Regions from separate parts of the Zea mays genome. Here region 2 is linked to region 1. Evidence: chromatin contacts called from public Hi-C data. All regions are on one chromosome and are shown on one strand. The core of a region is the stretch at or near the end of the contact, and the rest is flanking DNA. Distances in the headings are between cores, read along the strand shown. Region 1 overlaps LOC103633409. Region 2 holds the start of LOC100275119.

What was found. Hi-C and Micro-C count contacts between places; a contact is called where the count stands out from the background.
Region 2: a contact with region 1 is called in a Hi-C map of leaf, with 4 times the contacts expected there. The contact joins the promoter of LOC100275119 here to the enhancer-like site in region 1. A contact is called at or near these places in 4 of 25 Hi-C or Micro-C datasets (ear, leaf, root tip and 1 more).

The regions. Positions count from the first base shown.
Region 1 is chr7:173,780,234-173,785,135 of Zm-B73-REFERENCE-NAM-5.0, reverse strand. It overlaps LOC103633409, which reads right to left. Exons shown (of 23, transcript XM_008655111.4): 18 at 4,642-4,812; 19 at 4,446-4,558; 20 at 3,966-4,089; 21 at 3,646-3,741; 22 at 3,488-3,550; 23 at 3,189-3,416. The coding sequence ends at 3,354. Among protein-coding and RNA genes, the nearest start is that of LOC103633409, 12 kb to the right of the region's middle. Within about 2 kb of position 3,110, at least 13 of the 20 cell types and tissues checked have an H3K27ac peak or open chromatin away from gene starts, as enhancers often do. A contact at or near this core is called in ear, leaf and root tip, where this site is marked.
Region 2 is chr7:173,901,135-173,905,883 of Zm-B73-REFERENCE-NAM-5.0, reverse strand. It overlaps LOC100275119, which reads left to right and starts at 2,839. Exons shown (of 3, transcript NM_001149782.2): 1 at 2,839-2,981; 2 at 3,934-4,015; 3 at 4,365-4,749. The coding sequence starts at 2,970.

The sequences.
Region 1 (4,902 bases), core at 1,861-4,360:
GACAGGGTTCTATACTGTTTTTCCTATCAGGGCAGATAAATAATTAGCTAATGTGCCGACAGGATTAGGTTCGAACTGTGTTTTATTAAATTTGCTCTACTGCCTTCCATCCTAAATATTCATTTGAACTCATCTTTCTTCTGATGTCAGGATGGACTTCGTTTACTGTCTGTGGAAAGTTACGACGCTTGGTGAAAGTACAAAAGGTGATATCAGGGCCTTTTCACTGTATCTGAATGTAGCATTAGCCCTTAGCATTAAGTACATGTTTTGCAATATTTGTGTGGTCTCAGGTTGGACATGCTGGAACTCTGGACCCAATGGCAACTGGATTGTTGATTGTTTGTGTAGGAAAAGCAACCAAAATATAGTAGGCTATGTGGGGGAAAATATGATGGACTGAAATAATTGTTTTGCATACTATCGCTAATTATCATCCCTCCATCTCTAGCATTGTTGTACATTCTATTCTGAATGATCTCATGCTTCTGAAGCTACCAAGGAATGGTTAAAGGCTATAGCGGTGTTTTCCGACTTGGAGAAGCCACATCAACCTGGGATGTCGATTCACCAGTATGTATCCTAGCATCTCTACAATGGTCTGCTGAACATTCTTCTATTCAGGGGTTGCAAAATGGATCTGCATTATTGTAGGCATTTGGGGAAGCATCACCAGATAACAACTTATTAGTTTCACAGATAGTTATGTTTCTGTTCAATGTTGTTGGGAAATCACATTGAAAATCTATCCTGAAAAGAGGTTCATCGCCTTATCAGCATATGTAGCCTACATATCATTTAATTAGTGACTGTTAACTCTATTTTCACAGTTAATTATGCTTTTGTGCAATGTTGTTGAGAAATTGTATTTAAATATTTGATCCTAAAAAGTAAAATGAGGTTCATCACCTTATTAGCACATATTGTTTAGTAGGTGACTGTAAATTCTGCAAGAAGCGAAATGAGCTCTAGCTGAGTTGGTTAGATGGTCTGAGTAGCACTCCTCTGGTCTTGGGTTCGACTCCCCGTGGGAGCGATTTTTAGGCCGTGGTTAAAAAATCTCCTCGTCTATCCCACGCCAAAGCATAGGTTTAAGGCCCTGTCCCGGTCGCGGTTATTCATACATAGGCTACCGTGCCGTTGTGTATGGGTGGCACAGTGTTGTGAACCCGACTGCGATGCGCAGGACGGGGAGGAGTGCACCACGAAGGGTGGGATATCAAGGTGGATTGAGTGGAAGAACATAGGGAATAGGGTATCCTGTGTGGCGGTTGGGGGCTTAGGTCACCTGATGGCGGAAGCTGAATTCTAAACATTGAGTATGTCCGGCTGCAGAGTGTACTTAAGAAGGTCAAGTGTTCTGAATTCTGAACATTGGCTGTTCGGATCAGTTGGGTGTGCCTTAATTTCGGGTTGTGGTTGTTAGTTACTTTGTGTGTATGTCCGGCTGCAGAGTTTGTGTCTTTCTAAAAATTGATATGCCTGCTAAACTGTTGGCCTGTCTTTTGGGCAGATTTACAGAGAAGTAAAGAGAAGTTGTTTACATTTAGTCATCCTCTATATCTGAAACAAGACTATGTTTCTACCTTGTCTTTCTCATGGTTCTTAGCCTATGACCGAAGCTTCCATGCTTGATTCTTCAAACATCCAATGCAGATCCCTTTTCTCTGATGGATATGATGATATTCAAGGTTGTGGAAGAGCAGGTCAAGAAGAGAGTAGAGAATAAGGTAAGGATCTTCGAGCAGAATGCCACTGATAGTGAGTGCAAGGTCAATCCTAAACTGCTCTCCAAGCTATATGATCAGTGGGTGATGCCACAGACCAAGGATGTCTGCCTTGACTAATCATCGATTAGCTGTAGCTGTAAATTTTATGTATACATGGTTTCAGTTGCGCTTGAACCAATTGTATTGACCTTGAATGGACATTTTGATGTTTATTTCATGAATGTTCAGATCAACGGCAAGAGAAACCAATTGTGTTGTATGAGTTTTAGATCATAACTCAAGTTTTTTGTAGATCTTGGTGCTATTTCATCTGATGTGTCATGTTTCAGTGATTGATTTATAGTGAACCTCTAAGATGTAAAATGACCTTTATGACAGAACCAGCTGCAATAGCAGAGTATTCTGAGGAACCTTTGTTGAAGTAAATATAATCGAGTTTCCTAGCAATCTTGTTCCTGCTGATATCATATTTCTTTGAGCTAATCTTGTTCATCAGCTTTATATGTTGCTATGAACAGAAGCTATGTACTTGTCCGGATTTTGTATATTATAGTGATGTTTGCACTCCATCCGTTTTCAGTTCCATTGTTACATCCGTCGCAACGCACGGGCACTCACCTAGTCCTTTTATAAGCCTCAGTTTTCTCTCGTGGACACAACTATATATGGAAACACAGAAAAAAAAATGAACCATGCAGGTTTCACCTCGTGACACATCCCTCCAGGAGACAACACCTCAACTGTCAGTGGATAGTACGAGGTCAACGCTACGCTCGTGCACAGATCGAGAGAGATCGCTAGTGCCTGCACTGCACTTACTGCCGTGTCGCGGCCGATCGCACGACGCGTCACGTCCGGAGGACGACAATGCATGGGGGGCGCGCCTGTCAACTCGCACCACCAAGGCACCAACCGAGCTTGGGCTCGTGGCGGCGGTGGCCGGACGGGGTCATGTCGTCCCCGGGGTCAACGGCGACTCATTCTCCAATCACCATGCACAAAAGCAAACCGTGCGCTGGCGTCCAATCCAGGGGCAAGGGGGGGACAGGAAATCCGGCCAGCTGCCAGGTCGCAGTCCCAGAAAGCTCGGGGAGGAACAAAAGTCGTGCCTTGGCGTCGTGCGTCCGGCCGGGCACCAGAGTGGCCGGAGAACCGAGTGCACGCAGCACCGGGAGCAACAGGAGTACCGATGGTGAGAGGTGGGACGAGGATGGACAGGACGCACCACCACCCCGGGATAAAAAGAGGTCAACGTCGACGCCCCTCGTCGTCGACGACGTCGAGACAGGAATCGCGCTTCGTGTCCACGGAGCGTGGGCGTGGGCGGCAAGCAGGTCAGAGGCCGCCGGCAGGTCGGAGTGCACCTGTCACCTGGGCTGGAGGTGATGCACACGTCCGGACATGAGTGGGCTCGCCAGTAGCTCTCACATGTTTGGGTTGTACTGTTGTACAGATGTATGGACCTGATTGTCGTAGGATATGATATCAACTTTGATATGACGAGGCTACAAATGTGAGTGCAGATACAGACCGAACCTCTCCCATCTACATACACGAGAGAAACACCAAACGAACAAACAGTAATGAACACGTCACTCCTCGCTGCCTACTGTAGCCTCGACGTCAGCAGCTTCGCTGAGAAGCGTCTTCCGCTTCAAAATACGATCTCTCGTAGTCGATTACTCCCTGTACCAAAGCCAATGTTAATTACATGTCTACTGCAAACGTAGAATATAACAAGTGCACAAATCACTTACCTTCAGAATCAAAATCGCTGCCTCCTTGTCCAAAACTTCGTTATATTCGCTGCACGTCAGTGACTGAAAAAAAAATAGGAAACATGTCGGATCGAAGACCCCGTCTTTTCTCTAAATATCTAAAGTTACAGCCCTGCGCAGCTTGCGTTCAGGCTTACTTGGATGCAGTTTGGACAGCCAACGGCACTTGTGCAGTTGCACGTGGAAACGACTTCTAAAGCAGCCAGGAGGAGTTCCTCGAAGAGCATTTGGGCCTACATTTTTTTTTAACAAGAACGCAAAAGGAATATTTTAGTCTTTCACTTAATCAGTTAAAATCAATGGTGCTAGCAAAAACTGTTGATCTATACGGCTGCAGTAGATCCATGAGTAGTCCATCACTCTAATGATTAAGCATCTCTCAGGGGGAGTGACAACACTAACGGCTTTACAATCTCTGTAAATACGCCTATACAATCTCAACCAGGTGAAACTTTACCTGTGATGCTATGCCGATACCACCTGGATGTCTATCATATAAAAGGATTCTGTCTGGGATGCCACGGCTTTCATGAGGATTAGCGCACTCTGTTCCTAGGTCAGAAGCACTGCACATCATATGCCTGCGAAAATTTATGTACAACCAACAACCAACACAAAGTTACAGACAATCAAAAGAACGAATAAAAGAAAACTGATCTGAACAGTTGCACTATAAGGGCCCGTTCGGTTCCTTTGGAACCGTGGCCTGGAACTATTCCTAGCCAGATTGTTTGTGTAATTTATATAAGATTTGATCAGCTAGAATGATTCACGGGTGGAATCTGGAAGAAACGAACAGGGGCTACTCTGGAGTAGCTCCAGGAAGAAATACTCACTACTGTATTACCAACCACTCATATTCTGGTTTAAGAAAACAATTTTTTTAGAAAATTATCTACCAGGCATCAACTTTTCTGGGGGTCAATGTATAACTTACAGAGGCACTATATTCAGGAGTGCATGCGAAGCAGCATGTGAGCCGCCTCTAAATTCTAGTTTGCTTTCCTCCACGGTCATCTTTACTGAGTGGGGAATTCGCACCCAAACAGCCTGATTGGGCAACGTAAAGAAATGTAAGCATCATGTGGGAATGTGTCATAATTTTATGCAGTAATAATATTCAAGCCACACACCTGGGAAGTAAAGGAGTATGGGGGCAGGTTAAGCTCGAAGCTGTCGGATATTGTATTGCTAGATTTTGATATGCGATAAAAACCAAACCATTTAGTAGTCACCGTGCAGTCATTTGCTTGAGCAGTTGTCTTCACCCGATTAGTTCTACATATACTTGTAGGAAGATAAGCCTTCAACATATATTGGAAGAGTCAAAGTGCAGGAGTTCATAATATTTGATGAACTAGACTAGAGTCAAATAAACAAGACAGAAAAGTAGT
Region 2 (4,749 bases), core at 1,590-4,089, 120 kb before region 1:
TCCCAGTCCCGCCTTCTCTCTCGGCCGATGAATCTCACGGCCACGGCCGCGGTGCATGCATCCACATCAACCAACCAACGCAACGCACCGGCGCCTTTTTACTCTAGGAGTCCGCACGCTCTGCGCCGGCACATCACCGCCAGTCCGGCTGCCTGTTCTGTAGACTGCAGTCCGCCGCGTGGTGGATCAGGTTAAAATGTCTGCAGGTGACGCCGTAGTAGCCCGTACCATAAATCCATAATGGCCTCTCGTCTGATCGTCTCTGCTCCTCTGAAAGCGAGGTCTCGCCCGCCTTCCCCGATACCCTTTCCCTGGCGCTTTTCGCGGCCCTTTCTTCTGGCGTCATTAATCATCCAGCTTTGTCCCTTCTCTTCACAGGCGCACAGTGCTCTTCTGCTCACTCACTCTCTTTCCGCAGCTTAGCTCCCTGACCATGCGTGCTCCCCCTTCCATTAGAGCTGCTGTGGGTGTGGGGGCAGACGTATACTTGAGGTGGGTGTAACCAACGGGAATTCGGAACCATCCGCGTTGTTTAATTGTTAGGTATGCCACTAAAGAGTAGTGGAGCCAATCATCGATCGAGAAGGAGGAGTACGCCTGCTGGCGCTATTAGCATAGAACAGAACTGTGAGGCGTACGTCGTATCGGGTGATCACTGACGTGAAAGCTCAGCAGTTGTTTTTGATCCAGTGCGCCAGAGAGTCGATCTTATTTTACTAGTACACGTAAACTGAAGACGGCAGAGAGAGGGTTGCGTGCGTACTCCCGATCCGATGCATTGGATTGTATTGGATTGGATTGGATGGTGGGTGGGGCGACTGGAGGTACGTGCGTACTGCGTGCGTGCAGCGTGCTCTCGCGGCCTGCAGCTGAAATGGACGGGCCACCGGAACGAGCACTCTCACACGCACGGTCCTCCGGCTGCCCTCGCGCCAGGCACCGACACCGGCTCGACTCAAGCGAGGTGGAGGCGGAGGTGGAGGGAGCGTGTTAGGTGAGCGCGGTCACGATGCCGCCGGTGGGTCACAGCGTGCTGGCGTGGCGGCCGCATCGCTTGCGCACTCACTCACGCGCGCGTGCCCCGCTCCGCCCCGCCCCGCCGCAGTTTTTTTTTTCAACGCCCACCAGCTCGGCGACCCGGCGTCGAATTCTATCACTCGTGTTTTTGGTGGTTTTCCTCGCGGGCCAGCCAGCTAGCCGCGGCGGCGGCGTCCTTGCGCGCGGGCAAGCTACAGCCTCCAGCGGCCCCCCCTGCCACTCTCTGGTCGCATTCCGCGTCCCGAACAGGGTCGGCGGCGTCCGTTCTGAGATTCTTCACGCTCCTTCATGCCATTGCCATGTGAGTGAAGGAGGCCACGGAGCATAGACGCGGCAGAGGAAGCTGCAGTCCTCTGTTCTCAGGACGCGGGAAGGTTCCGCCGCATTTTACGTAGGAGTGCATACCAAAAAAAAAATATTCCGGGTGCGGATCATTACGACGAATGGCGAATGAGTTGTGCAGCACTCTGGAGTACGCAGACGGCCGCGCCCACTTTTCCTCTGTTCGAGATTGCTACGCCGACGCAAAAAAGGGATTTGCCAGGAGCAGTTTGTTATCGTGCAGTTGTTGGCCTAATCCCGCGATCCGGGTCACGTTTTCGCTTCACCCCGGACTCCAGGCTCACCTTGCCATTGCCACCAACAGGCGCATAAACAAAAACCACCACCAGCAGCCGCAGCAGCAGCATCAGGGCGCGAGGCTGAACCAAACGCCCGCACAAAATGAAGCAACCACACCCCCGGTTTGGCAGTGCTCACCACCTCTGAAATCATAATGATTTTCTGGTAAGCTGTCACGCACACAGGACTCTAAAAGCCCTCCCCTTTTTTTTCCTCTGTCAGAATGGAACTGGTCCGTAGAACACAAAAGGTGCTAGTAATGTTGAGTTGGCCGAACATATATACTCTAATATTAGATTAGAGAACTCGAAAAGAAGACGCCATTTCTGACGGGCAACGCCATGCATCCCCGGGCGCCCGCGCCCCCAGGCGGAGCGCCACGCAGCCTGCTGCTGCTGCTGGCTAGGGACAAACAATGCCGCACCCGCCTGTGCTGGTTGCGGCGGTCTCTAGCGTCCAGTCCACCGCTGATACCCTGAACTGAAACCTCACCACCACCGCGGCGGCTCCAAAAGCCCAAAGCTCCCCAATGAAAGAGGCGCCGCCAAGTGAGGTGTAAGTAACTATGAATAGACATATATAACTATGAACTACTAGTACTCCTTCCGTCGTATAACAAGCACACTTCTGGTGTTCGAAATATACCCCGAAATAAATGCGTACATTTATCATGGATTAGCCAACTTGCCTTTTTTTTTGCAGAGGTGTGGTGTGACGATAATTCCACTGACAGCATTCGCCACCACTTCAACTAAAACTGCACTTGTTTTCATACGAAGGGAGGGAGTACTACTTACTAGTATTGCTCTACCCTGCCAGCTCCCAGCTGTATGCTACTACTACTCATTTGTCTTCAAAGTCTTTACCATTATAATGTGCGTGTCGTGTGCGCCGTGCCATTTTCATTTCAGAAAACGTTTTTGGTCGAGCGTCGCGGCAGTCGTGTGTCTGTGCGCCCAATGCCCCCACCGACTGGCAAGGCACTGGACTCGCGCCCTCGCCACATGCGGCACGGCCGCACAGCTAATAATAGGGGGGTCAAAGGGTCCGCGCGGACCAGGGGCCCATGCGTCGGTGGCCCGGGGGGTTGGTGCTTAGGACGCACTGCGTGCGGCGCGCAGCTCAGGCTCCCGTTTTAAAGCGCCGCACCCGCACCCACCGCCCTCCTCCTCTGTGCTAGACTGTCATCATCCCTTCCTCCTTCCCCACGCGTACACACACTCCCGCGGCAGCCACCATCCCGGAGCTCGAGACCAGCGGCACCAGGCCAGGAGGGTGACGGCCCGGCGACTCAGTCGAGCGCCACTCCCATGGCGGACAAGGTAAGAGGACACGAACGCCTACGGTGCTTTCTCTACCTGTTCCCTCGCTTGTGCTTCCCGGAGGCGGGGTTCCTCTGCGCGATGAGCCCGTGCCGATCGTCTCTTGCCTGTGCTGCGCTCTCGGTAGAAATCTTCGTGTCTTGGTTGTTGTTGTTTTGCTACTATGGAAGAACTGCAATTGTGCGACCCTCGGTGGTTCAGTTCAATCGCGTCTAACGATCTCCGTTCTAGACTCTTTATTTTCCCCCCTCATTTTTTCAGATACATGTCATTGTGTGTTCGGTTATGAATTGAGCTGTTCAGGACAGAGTCTAGCAGTAGAGTGTAAAAAAACGGCCATTTTTTTTCTTCTGCTGATTAATATACGAGAAAACTTGTTCAGAGATCCAGGACATACAAACCCCAGAGTGAACTTCGATACGGACACTCTAGAAACCTTATTGGAGTTAGCTTCGGTAGTTTAGTACGTACTCAACCAGAGGGGCAGAGGGTATGGCGAGTGAAGTACAGAGCAAGCAAATGTTCCCTGGCCCTCTTCTGACCAGAATCCATTTCCCCAGCGCAGCCCCAACCACTTTCATGCCGAGGCGACGAAGGCGCACGTCCGGTTTTGTCCATTTGTCCGGTTTTCGGGTTTTTTTCCACACGGTCTTTTCGAAACCCTTCGCTACTGTCGTTTTCGCATTTGTCACCGTCTTTTTTCAAACATAGGATTCATGAGTCACCCGTCTTTTTTTCCCCCTGCCTTTTGTTTTGGTCCAGTTCGTGCCCATTGCGTAAGCAAGTGTTTTTAGTAACTAGTACTATATCGTGAGTTCATTGTATCAGGCACTCCTGCTGTGTCATCCTGAATAAAAACTTGACAACTGGTTGTTGTACACAGTTGGATCTGCTTCCAGTAATAGTACTCTGCATTCATTTGCCGCCAATTAATCCCTCGATCTCTCTGCAGATCTCCACGATCGTCCTCAAGGTTGACCTTGAATGCGAGAGATGCTACAGGAAGATCAGAAAAGTCCTCTGCAAGATCCAAGGTGCGGTCCACTATTGTACTAGTACTAGTCTACTACCGCTGCCATCACATCAGTTCATCACCATTCGCTCAACGAACGGACCTGTTTCAGTGCCCCCTGGTCCTTGTAACCTCGCTGACACGTGGGCCCGCTGCCATCACATGCCCCTGCATGAGCGTTCACCTGGCCAGGCCAGTTGCTCGGCGCACCTGTCAGCAGAGAGTTTACAACTGTTTTGTGTGTTTTTTTATATATTATTACTATTAATTATTAACCTACTGCTACTGTTCTGTGCTGCTGATTGATTGACGGTACATGGGCATGAGCATGGCTGATTGATTCTGATTGGTTCGGGTTGCCGCTTGCGCAGACAAGATGAACATCAAGACGATCTCGTTCGACGAGAAGAGCAATGCCGTGACCATCTCCGGGCCGTTCGACGCCGACACGGTCTGCAACAAGCTCTGCTGCAAGGCCGGCCGGGTCATCAAGGCGATGGACGTCAAGGGCAAGGACAAGGACGGCGGCAAGGCCGGGAAGGAGGGCGGCGGCGACAAGCCCAAGGACGCCGGCAAACCGGCGGCGGCCGAGAAGGACGCAGGCAAGGCCGGGAAGGAGGGCGGCGCCAAGGCGGAGAAGAAGGAGGAGAAGGCCGAGAAGAAGAAGGAGGAGAAGGCCGATAAGAAGGAGGGGGGCAAGGGCGACAAGGAGGCGAAGCCGGCGGAGAAGGGCAACAAGGACGGGAAGGCGGAGGC